Regions from separate parts of the Sus scrofa genome. Here region 2 is linked to region 1. The links are chromatin contacts, called in public HiChIP or PLAC-seq maps. All regions are on one chromosome and are shown on one strand. The core of a region is the stretch at or near the end of the contact, and the rest is flanking DNA. Distances in the headings are between cores, read along the strand shown. Region 1 holds the start of ARPC5L (actin related protein 2/3 complex subunit 5 like). Region 2 holds the start of PPP6C (protein phosphatase 6 catalytic subunit).

Evidence for each region. HiChIP or PLAC-seq counts read pairs in DNA pulled down with a chosen protein or histone mark.
Region 2: an H3K27ac HiChIP or PLAC-seq map of alveolar macrophages shows a contact between it and region 1. The contact joins the promoter of PPP6C here to the promoter of ARPC5L in region 1. A contact is called at or near these places in 3 of 5 promoter capture datasets (fetal liver, fetal skeletal muscle and liver) and 1 of 2 datasets of contacts at active chromatin or transcription factors (alveolar macrophages).

What each region holds. Positions count from the first base shown.
Region 1 is chr1:265,643,877-265,649,898 of Sscrofa11.1, reverse strand. It overlaps ARPC5L (actin related protein 2/3 complex subunit 5 like), which reads right to left and starts at 4,099. Exons shown (of 4, transcript NM_001185134.1): 1 at 3,951-4,099. The coding sequence starts at 4,099.
Region 2 is chr1:265,895,758-265,901,529 of Sscrofa11.1, reverse strand. PPP6C (protein phosphatase 6 catalytic subunit) reads left to right here and starts at 3,384. Exons shown (of 7, transcript NM_001244404.1): 1 at 3,384-3,556. The coding sequence starts at 3,482. It also overlaps a transcript of RABEPK not described here.

The sequences.
Region 1 (6,022 bases), core at 2,850-5,349:
TTAGAGGGTCACCTGCAGCTCTCCTGAGCCACACGGAGGGCGGAAGGGGTATTTCTACCAACCCTGCAAGCCCTCCTGCCACCCCTAAACCTTCCCCTTCAAAGCCAGTGTGGACACACACACAAGCATGCACTCTCTGGAAGGTAGCAGCAAAGCAACTGCCCCCTTGGGGAAATTTGCACAAAATCTGACTGAGCTGGATTGCACCTGCTCGGCACCAGCCACCATAAGTGCCCTACTAGACCCTCGTGATCACTGTGTGAAGTTACCATTCTCATCCTCTCTTCTTAAAAGGGAAGAATGAAGGCACAAACGGAAGTCTCCTAACTCTTAATCCAATGTTTGTCTCAGGTAAACTACTGAAGAAATTAAGATGTGCTAAAACTTTTATCTTCCAAGACCTATCCAGGCCAGTGGGGTCCCAACTGAGGGGTATTTAATAACCTAGAAGAGCCTTCTGCCAACAAAACGAACCAATCCCCCCCTACACACACATTTCCCAAACCTTAGTTGGAGTCCTGACACATGCTTTGCTGAGCTTAGAATACCCAGCACACAAAAGAAAATTACAATCTGGGTTAGGTCCCCAAAGGTGACACCTATTTTAAACTGAATTACATCAGCTGACTTTCATTTCCTCATCTGAAACACTGGCTTCAGCCAAAAGGCTTCAAAAATAGAACAAGAAATGGCTTCTACCCAATCGGGGTCTCTCCTCCTCTTCCTGCAGCGATACCCACGTGTGAACAGACAGCCTCCCTAGCAAAGCTGAGTCCCTGGTCTTCCCTAGTGAGGCCTCCATCTTGACTGAGCCGGGTCCATACAGCCAGGGAGCCACCCCTGCGGGCTCCCTAGCACCCTGCTGGGCTCTGACCTACCTTCCAATTTGAGGCAGCCCACTCTCCCACACCCCCCATATCTGTCAGCTTTGGAATTCCTTTTTCCCAGCCAGGTGAGGGCCAGCCTGATACCAGCCACTTATAACTTCTACCTCAGAACTCTTTTCTAATTTGGCATCCCAGAGCAATGAGCAGAGTCCCAGAGCCTTAAGAGGAAACGTGGGCTGGCACTCTTCACTAACCAGCATGGCTGGGAAACAAAATATTTCAGAAGATGAATGGATAAGGGTAGGATAACCAGTCCAGGGGGCAAAAAGAGTCACTGCTCTAGAGTTAATCTCGCTGTGGTGCCTGTCTACCAAGCATTCACTGCAGGTGTTGACAGGCAGGGCCACCAGCGGCTGAGGGGTCTGGGGAGCGAGGAGGGGCCTACCATTTATCAAGCCGGCCTCCAGACTCAGCACCTAGTCACCTGTAGATCAGGGTTTCTCAACCACAGCACTGCTGACATTTTAGACCAGATGACTGATGTAGGGTCTACCCTGTGCATCATACAATTTACCAGCATCCCTGGCCTCTCTGCACTGGATCCCAGTAGCACCCCCCAAGTTGTAACGATCAAAATATGTCCAAAAATAGACAAATTTCTTTAGGGGGAGGAGAGTGCAAAATCACTCAAAACCACTGCTCTTGCCAGATTCCCGCTCCAAGGGACCAAAAGGTACCTCAGCAAGCAAGAAAAGGATCTAGTGCTTAAAAATCCCTACAAGGGCTCAGAGCCTGTGCCCAGGTGTTTTCACATGTAATCTCATCCCTGCTAACAGTTCTTTGTGACAAGAGTGATTATTCTGATTTTAAAGGCAATGAATCTGAGGCTCAAAGAAGGAAAATGACCTGCCCAGGGTCACAAAGCTAAGCTGTCCAGGTGGCCTTCAAACCCAAGTATGCCTGATTCCAAAGCCAAGCTCTTTCTACAACCTCTGGCTGCCACGCCACGCACAGACCCTAGGTGCACATCCAGGACACTTGCTGTGTGTCCAGCCCTGTGCTGAAGCCTTCTGGCATGTTGTCCGGTGATGCCGCTGTTGAACCTGTAAGCCAAGCTTGGTTCTCCTCCCTTTCACAGAGGTAGATGCCGAGGGTCACAGAGCGAATGAGATCTGCTCAAAGTCACAGAGCCAGAGCATGACTGAGCTGGGTGTGTGCGGATGTGCAGCCCATGCTCCATTTCATCTGTGTGATCTCCCATCACCACAGGCCTCCCTCTACGCACTAGGACAGGCTTACTCCCCACACCCCCGTCCCCCATCAACGCCTATCCCTACTCCCCTTGCTCTGTCCTAAGACTCCTAGAAACCTGTTCTATAGTTTATTAATCTAATGTAAATCCAATACCTGGCACACGGTAAGGACTCAGCAAATATTAGTTCCTTCCTCCTCCCTTCCCGGCCCTACATTTGCCAGGATTTCCGTTCTCATCTGCTAACCTCCCTTTCCCCAATCCCAAGAAGTACATCCTCCGTGGTAACCAGGTTTCTGACACTGCCATTAGTGAAGAAACTACCATCCCCTGCCTCCAAGCAGCCTCAAGGAACCTATCACATCAGAAGCATAACCAAGACATGACCTTTGATAAGTCCCTACAGCACCAGGACGAAGACAGCAGATAAACAGGCCTTGTTCTCCCCTTCTGTGGATGGTCTGAGCCACAGGCCTGACTCTGGAGCCCTTTCGGCAATGCCTGCCCACAGGCCAGGTTCTGCACCAGACTGCAGAATCAAGGTTCCCTCATGGGTACCTTCTCATAACTCCATTTCACCAATGGGGTAAGAAAGGTGATCCTGATGGGGCAGGAAATCCAAGTTTGAATCCCCATCTTTGAAAACACATTTGTTCAAACAAAAAATGTCTGAAGGTTTTTGTTTCAAGGCCCACTGGAGGAACACTGCAGGACTCCTCCCAAAGGCAGTCAAATGGGTTCGACTTGCCAAGCTGAGTCAAATGATTAAACACCCAGAACCTGATTTATATACAGTACAGCCTGAGCCTCCAACCTTGCCCTGGCAAGTGCGGGGGAGGGGTGGGCACTTCCTGTAACACTATTTGAATAAAGAAAAATCCTTCCTGTGAGAATAAGTCAGTTTCCTGTGCTCAAACTGCTAAGCGACCAAGCAGGCTGTGACAACCACCTCTATTTTTAATCTTGTTTTCTAAATGCTTGTTTTCTGTGACCACAGAAGACTCATTTCCAGTCGTGGGGCTCTACTTTTACATCTCACTTTACGTTGCCTGGTTTTTCTTAGCTCTAAACTACTAGTTTTTTCCACTGCTTTCTGAACAAGAAGGCTATTGGGGGGAAGGAGCCAAGACTCACTTGTTGAAAGTGGCTAAGACCATGGAGGTCCAAAGCCCAACGGTTGTAGGAAAGTACGAAGAGGTGAGAAAGAGGGGCATCAAGCTGGAACGTTCAGAACGATTCTGGGATGGGAGATGGAATCGCAGACCTCAGGGCCGGACTAAGGCTAAGGCTGCAGCCTTCGCTCCCACGTGGGTCCTTTCTTCCCCGAAGCCACCCACCCACCTATTTTCATGTGGTGCTGCAATCCAGCCCGAGAGGACTGTGTCTGGGAGCCGCCCTGGCCTCTCAATTACTCAGCGGTAGCTCACCTTGGCCCCTCCCGCCGATCAAGCCCGAGAATGGCCCTGTTTCCTGCCTGGGAGAGATGGAGTGACAGGGCACCCAAGGAAGGGCCAGCCTGAGAGGGATGAGGAGGCAAGGGGGAGGAAAGAGGAGAGGCCTCGCAGAGGAGGGGCCAGCCGAGCCAGACGCCAGTCCGGCATGCTGCTGGGGCCGCCGAGCAAGCCGGCCCACCAGGATACAGGGGCTCCAGGGGTCCGGGCCGGGGACAAGGGAAGTAGAGAGGCCGGGTGAGAGAAGTGGGGATGCCTGGTCCGAGGGGAGCTGGATCGGTAGGGAGCTGAGAGACTGACCTGAGGGAACCACGGATGAGAGAACTGGGGAGGTCGGCCTGAAGGGCCGGAGCCGGGGATGAGGGGAGTGGGAAGGCCAGGCCAAAGGGGAGCCCAGGCCGCCGCGCTGGGGAAGGATATTGCCGCAGGAGCCCGTCCACTTCGCTAGGGTCCGGGCCTGGCTCGGCCGCCGCCGCCGCCGCCTCCTCCTGCTCGTCCACGAATTTGTTCTCATCAAATTCATCGATGTCCACTCGACGGAAGCGCGAGGACAATGTGTTCCGGGCCATGGCGGGGGCTCGGCGCCCGCTCAGCCAGCTCCTCTCCGGGGCAGACCTCCACTCCACTCCGCTCGGAACCGGCTCCGGCTCGGGGGCGGGAAGCGGCGACCCGGCACCTCCTCCACCTCCTCCGCGCGCAGCCGCAGCTGCCCGCCCACTTCCGGGCCACGCCGGAACCGGAAGTGCCGGTAGGAGGGATGGGCGGGGTGTGGCGGGAAGCGCCGAGAAGCTGTTCTGGAAGACGGCCTTGTGACTCTCTCCGGGACTCCTATCTTCGTGTAGCCTAAGTCTTCCTGACTGGGAAACAGGCGCCCAATCCCGCGAAGGCTCAGCACCTGGGCGGCGCCATAACTGCACTCTTCTTCGGCTTCGTTCCTGCACCGGAGGAGCCCCTGGCTCTGGAAGGGGCGAGGGCGTGCATGGTCGGGGACTCTGGGTGTCATCACTGTCCAGATTGAGGGGGCATGGGTCACCGGGAGAAGAGACCCAGCGCTGCCTGCCGAGTGCTGGATAGGTTTCTTGGAGAAGAAACCTATCCAGCTGAGGCCTGAAGGATGAGTAGTAGTTCTTGTGCCCAGGGAGTGACGTAGGGTTAGGAGAACGTATGGTCTCAGATTTTAGGAGTTTCGGACGCTACCTTACTGAGCTTAGAGGAGGTTGCTTTTGCCTTACTGTTGTAGTGACTCTTGTTAATGTACTGGGAGATTTTAAAGACGTTTAAAGTGTGTCCAGGGTGCTGACAAGACAGTGAAGGCATTTGGACCTCAGTATTCTGAGCCCTGCGCGTGAAGCAGTCACCTTGACCGAGGGGGAGGTGGGCAGGGATAGGGAGATGGCCCAGTGGCCACCCTTCTTGCGGAGGGCGAGGTCTTGGGGCCTGAGAAGTCTTGTCTGGCTGGAGCAGTAAGGGTCTCCCCAGTCTGAGATGGGGAAGGTTGAGCAGAGCACAAATACGGCAGAGTCAAGTGCTACTCTGTGGTGCGTGGGCTGTTGCTTGAGGGGTTCTGTTAATGAGCCTTAGCCTTAGACTACATTGGGTCTTCGTTTTCATATGATAGTACTCTTTTTTAATGAAGACCTGTAGTTAGTGAAATGACCCGTTTCATTGCTTCAAATACTTCTCATGAACTGTCTCTACAGATCAAAAAATTTTGCCAGACTAGGATGCTATCTAGGGTGTTAAAGACAGACTCCAACAGGAGTTCCCTGGTAGCTCAATGGGTTAAGGATCCAGCAGTCTTACTCCTGTGGCAAGGCTTCTATCCCTGGCCTGGGTACTTCCGCATGCAAAACAACAGCAAAAGACTCCTACAGTGGGATAGGTGCTGAATAAAAGTCCCAGGGGTCCTGGAAAACTTGCCTTTCAGCTCCATACCTTGAAAGAAATCTGTGTGACTCAGGCCACAATACAGCAGAAATTCATATTCCCAGAACATCCTGATCAGAAGGAACTTTAAGCCAGAAATGCTCACTTTTACAAGTAAGGAAAAAGCCCCCAAATAAACTGGTGAATGAAATAATGTCACTGGTTATGATCGTGGATTTCCATTCCAGTCAGGGAGGCAGAATTTTCAAAATCCATAGGATTCTATGTCAGGGATAACTGGTTGCTGAGGGGAAAAAAAAAAACCATGCAGTTCCTGAGAATACCTTAATGGTCAAGAGGTGGCCCTGAGGAGGTGACACTTAACAGGGACCTGAAGGAAGTTAAGGAGGGAGCCAAGCAAAGGTTCAAAGGCAGGGCAAGCTTGGTGTATTCCAGAAACAGTAAAGCCACACTGGAGCAGAAGAGGGAGAAGAAATGAGATGGAAGGGAGGTGGGGGCAGGAGCTGCTGTAGGGTGAGGCTTTGTAGGCTGAAGAAAGGATGTGGTCTTGACAGGCCCTTGAAATTCTGGGCAGAGCAGTGACACAATTTGACTCAAAATTGAAA
Region 2 (5,772 bases), core at 2,135-4,634, 250 kb before region 1:
TTTCCATATATTAACTGTATGAGGATTTCCCTGGTGGCCTAGTGGTTAAAGGATCTGGCATTGACACTGCTGTAGCCTGGATTTGATCCCTGGCGTGGAAACTTCTGAAGGCTGTGGCCAAAAAATAAAGAATAAAACCTTCCAAACAAATAAACAAAAAACCCTCAGTACAAGCCTAGAAAGTAAATATTCTTATCATCTCCATACGAGGCAGGCACTGTTATTTTCTCCACATGGAATTGAGAAAACTGAAGCACAGAAAGGATTAATAACTTTGCCAAAATCACACAGGGAGTAATAGAGCCTCGACTTGAACTCTAGCCATACGCTGCCAGAGTCTACACACAATACCTCCACTACATTGCCAACCTAAAGTAGGCCTCTTCTACTCCGCTTTTCTTACTCACCATGCCCCTTTATCCCTTTTACTATTAATCGTACTTTGCAATTAATTATATGTTCGTTATCAGATTGTAAGCCCCACAAGTCAGAGATCATATCTATCTCATTAACATTATAGGTACCATATAATATTTATTGACTGAATAAAGAAATATATGCTTTTGGGCACCATTCTGCAGCGAACTTTTTTTGTCTTTTGTCTTTTTAGGGCCACACCCGCAGCATATGGAGGTTCCCAGGCGAGGGGTCGAATTGGAGCTGTAGCTGCCAGCCCACGCCACAGCCACAGCCACAGCAACGGCCATGTCAGATCAGAGCCATGTCTGCAACCTACACCACAGCTCACGGCAACACCGGATCCTTAACCCACTGAGTAAGGCCAGGGATCCAACCCATGTCCTCATGGATCCTAGTCCGGTTCGTTAACCACTGAGCCACAACAGGAACTCCTCTGCAACAAACTTTTAAAAATTAATCTTACTTGAAACAATTTCTTTTTGTTTTTTGTTCGTTTGTTTTTGCCATTTCCTGGGCCGCTCTCGCAGCATATGGAGGTTCCTAGGCTAGGGGTCCAATCCGAGCTGTAGCTGCCAGCCTACGCCGAGCCACGTCTGTGACCTACACCACAGCTCACGGCAATGCTGGATCCTTAACCCACTGAGCAAGGGCAGGGATCAAACCCGAAACCTCATGGTTCCTAGTCGGATTTGTTAACCACTGTGCCACGACAGGAACTCCCTGAAACAGTTTCATATGTGCATAATAGCTGGAAGAATAATAGAGAATTTCACCTAGAGATCTCAATAAAGTTTAGCCAAATGTTGGCAAAATACACTTTAGATCAAAAGGATCCAGTCCAGGGTTACTTGAACAAATATTTACTGAGACCTGCTACTATTGGATTACATAACTGTCTCCTAACACTTTTCAGCTGCAATTATTGCCTCCTATAGTCTTTTTAATTTTTTTTTTCTTTTTTGGTGGCCCCAAGAGATATGGAGTTCCCAGGCTAGGGATCAGATTGCAGCCACAGTTGAACCCTATACTGCCACAGCTGCAGCAATGCTGGATCCTTTAACCCACTGTGCCTGGCTGGGGATTGAACCTGCTGTCCTGGTGCTGCAGAGATGAGGCCAGATCCCAGTGGGAACCCCACCTCCTACAGTTTTATACAGTAGTTGGATCTAAAACGAGTTAGATCACATTACTTCTCTGCTCAAAACCCTGCAATAATTCTCGTTATATCAAAAGTAAAAATTGACGTTCTTTTCTTTCATCTTCTCTCCTACTTCTCTCCCCTTGATCCAATTACACTTTGCCATTTCCCAAAGATTCTAGACACGCTTTAATCTTAGGGCCTCTTCAACAGCTCATCTATAATTTTCCCCAAGTAACTGCACGGCTAACTCATCCACCTCTCTCTCTCTCTCTTTTTTTTTTTTTTTTTTTTTTTTTGTCTTTTTGCCTTTTTCCAGGGCTGGCTCCCACGGCATGTGGAGGTTCCCAGGCTAGGAGTCTAATTGGAGCTATAGCTGCTGGCCTACACCACAGCCACAGCAACACAGGATCCGAGCCCCATCTGCAACCTACATCACAGCTCACGGCAATGCCGCATCTTTAACCCACTGAGCAAGGCCAGGGATTGAACCTGCAACATCATGTTCCTAGTTGGATTCGTTAACCACTGAGCCATGATGGGAACTCCTCATCCACCTCTTTATTGATTCTTAAATATGCATTGCTAGAACTCCCTTACTCGGCTTTTTTTTTTTTTTTCCCCAGCACCTACCACTTTCTAATATACTCTACGGTTATTTACTATAGTTATTATTTACTGTCTCCTTTACTAGAATATAGCTACAGTTAGAGGATAGGGATCTTTGTTTTGCCTGCTGAATACCCCAAGCATAACTGTACTTGGCATTTAGTTAAGTGTTCAATTAATAGCTGTTGAGTGGGAGTTCCTGTGTGGCTCAGCCTAGGGTAAGGAACTCAACTAGTATCCATGAGGATGCAGAATTGATCCCTGGCCTCGCTCAGTGGGTTAAGGATCTGGCATTGCCCTGAGCCCTGGTGTAGGTCGAAAATGTGGCTGGGATCCCAAGTGGCTGTGAGGTAGGCCGGCAGCTGCAGCTCTGATTTGACCCCTAGCCTGGCAACTTCCATATGCCAAAGGTGAGGCCCTAAAAAAAAAGAAAAAGAAAAAGAAAAAGAAAAAAAGCTGTTGAGTGAAGAAATGTTGAAAGTATACTAAGTGCCAGGCTCTGTTTTTGGTGCTGAGAGTACAACAACAACAAAAAACCTCTCAGCTCTCGTGGGACTGAAGTAGACTTAAACCAACCAGACCTATTCCAATCTTGGCTTCCCGACTATTCCCTATTGAGATCAGATTAAGAGTTACATAACCTCTCTGAGCCTTCCTTTCCTATCACTTGTTATGAGGATTACACGGAAAAACAGCATTTGTATAACGATTAGCATAAGAAGTGCTTAGTATTTGGTCCTTTTCTTTCCAGCCTGGAAAGTTGGTAACCTATCTGTCAAGGGTTCAGCCAAGGTTTTCACAGGGCCTTGGAAAGGTGCGAATAGGTTGCTACGATGGCCAGGCTTATCCAATTTTTAACTGAAGACATTCTGGTGAGAGAATGCTTAAGAAGGTCGGCGTGAGAAACTAGGGAATGGCTAGGTAGAGTCACCTACTTCGCTGTTTTGTACCGGAAAAGCCTCGCTGGGTTCCGCAGAGGTGAAAGTCCAGAGGAAGAAAAGAAAAAGAAGACTGTTTGGTACTTTGGAAAACTACAAATCCCAGCAACCCCCGCGGCAGACCACTAAGGGTCTCAGCCGGTCTTGCTCTATGCAAACTGGGGGCCTCTAAGGGCCCGCAACCTGGTTTTAGCCGGCGAGGGCGTGGGGCGTGCCAAGGCAGCGGGGAAAATCGGGTCAAACTTTACGCCGCTGCGCAGACGCCTCTCACAGGCCGGATGTGACGTAGGGAGGGTTCCGGCTTCGGCCTCCGCCGCTGCCGCAGCTAGTAAAGCCGCCGATATCGCCGCCGCTGTCGGGGCTTGTTATTTCTAAAATGGCGCCCCTGGACTTGGACAAGTATGTGGAGATAGCGCGTCTATGCAAGTACCTGCCCGAGAACGACCTGAAGGTGAGCCCGGCCGAGGCGGGAACGCTGCTTTCGGGGCTTGTCCCTTCCGGCAGTGGGGCGCCCGCCGGCCCGCCCTTCCTCTCTCCGCGGGACCCCCGGCGGGATCCTGTCCCGTCACGGTGGAAGGCCTAAAGCGGTGCAGAGGGACCCGGTCCGACTGGACGTCACGCGGGGAGAGGAGGGGAGCCCGAGTCTGCCGAATGCTGTCCCGGTTCCCTCCGCGGGGTTCCCGAGGGATGTGTCACGGCCTCTGCCCCAGAGTTGCCGCTCCTGGCCTTGGGGCTGCCCCAGGGCACCGAGCCCTAACAGCTTTGCTTGCAAGACCCCCTTTCCTTCAGCTCGACCCCCGGTCTTCCGGAGTCCGAGCCGGGCCCCCGCGGGGAGTGGCCTGGGTTCATTCCTCCAGGAGCGGGACGGGAACGCGGGGTGCCGGCGTCTGACAGGAGATGCCGCCGGCCGCCGGCACGCGGCCCCAGTGTGTTTCTTTCCCTGAGAAATGAGGGTGGGAAAGGGCTGATGGGGGTCCGAGCGGTTTGATGGTGATGCGAGAGGACGTCAAGTCGTCCCTCTTCCGGACCGCTCACTTCTCCCGGTTGCTTTTTAGGAGTGTTGGTCTTCTTTCGCTAATTACAATATGACCCTGTTTTCGAGTACACTGTTGAGCTAATTTATGTGCATAAAGTAGTGGGCTCTCGATAAATATACTTTTCTGTCCTTTAAGGTGTTTCCCCCAAGTCCCTTCTTAGCTCTTTTCGTTTTCTTGGTTTTTCAAAGGAGATGAGTCGTTCCTTGTACTGCCGAGTCCGGGTAACAATAAATGTGTGTTTGGGTAAAGAAATGAGTGGAAGAATAAAGAGAGATAAGTCTTTGGGATACTGCTTTTTAGACAGGTGTTGCAATGCGTTTGTTAAAACCAGTGCTCAAGCGTCTAGCAGTGTTTGAGCCATTAGTACTAGCGCATGTTTTATGTGTTAAGCTAACCTTGATTTGATGTGTGGAGCATGCACAAACTGTTGATACTTTTGAGTCCTTTTTATTCTTGAAGCTCTGGGTTTAACGTAATTTATTATTGTCCATTAACTTTTTTTCCCCTTAAGGAAGATATTACTGGTTTTTTCTTTTCCTCATAGATACTGGTCGGCTTCGTTATCACTGAGCCATAGCGGGAACTCCCTTGGATTTTCTTTCGACTTCTTAGTTTGATAAACATTAAGTTTCCTTCCCAACCTAAGAAAATATAGTTTTTAAACCATATCATTTCTCTTTGCAACACAGTTGGACTGCACTTAGTGTGTATCTGTTCTTCCCCCCCGCCCCCCCCCCCCCCCGGCCAACTACTAGAAAAAAAAGAGTTCTGATTTTTTTCTATGTAAGTGGAGGCTTCTCTTCTTTGTCTTGGAAATGTTTTTATCAGATTAATTTTCTTGTACTGCATCTCTTGTGTATTTAAAGAAATTTAATTTTATACCTCTTGGCATGAAGTACAAACTAAAATTAAGCCTGCCAAGAAAGTATTCCAGGAGCACTTTTTCTGAGGCGTTAAAGCCAAAGTAAAATATTCCATCAAAGGAACGAAATAAATAATTGGGGCCACTTAATGATCATCATGGAAAAAGATTTGTTCTGGTAGAAAAAGACAGAAATTTACCTGTGTTTTAAATTTAGTTGGAGGTACTAAATGAAATAAATGCGGGGAGTTCCTGTTGTGGCTCTGTGCAAACGAATCTTATTAGCATCCATGAGGACAAAGGTTCGATCCCTGGCCTCGCTCGGTGGGTTAAGGATCTGGTGTTGTCATGAGCTGTGGTGTAGGTTACAGATGTGGCTTGGACCTCACGTTGCTGTGGCTGTGGCATAGGCCAGTGGCTGCAGCTCCTGTTCGACCCTTAGCCTAGGGACCTCCATATGCTGCGGGTGCGGCTCTAAAAAAAGAAATGCGTAGGATGTTCCAGATCTAATCATGAAATCTCTATATTTAAATTGGAAGTGGTTAGATTGCTAGTCCTTGAACAAATCTACTTAACTGTTTTGAAGGAATAAGGATGATATGTGCAAGTGAGTGGACCAAAGCATAATCTTTCTTAAAAAAGACTTCATGTGATTCTCATCCACGGTAAATATCTCACAGTGTATCATAGAAGGTGTAGATTCCATTTGTGGCCAGTTGGAAGAATGAATGATAAAATGCAGGTTTATTGAATATTTAGACTTTAGAA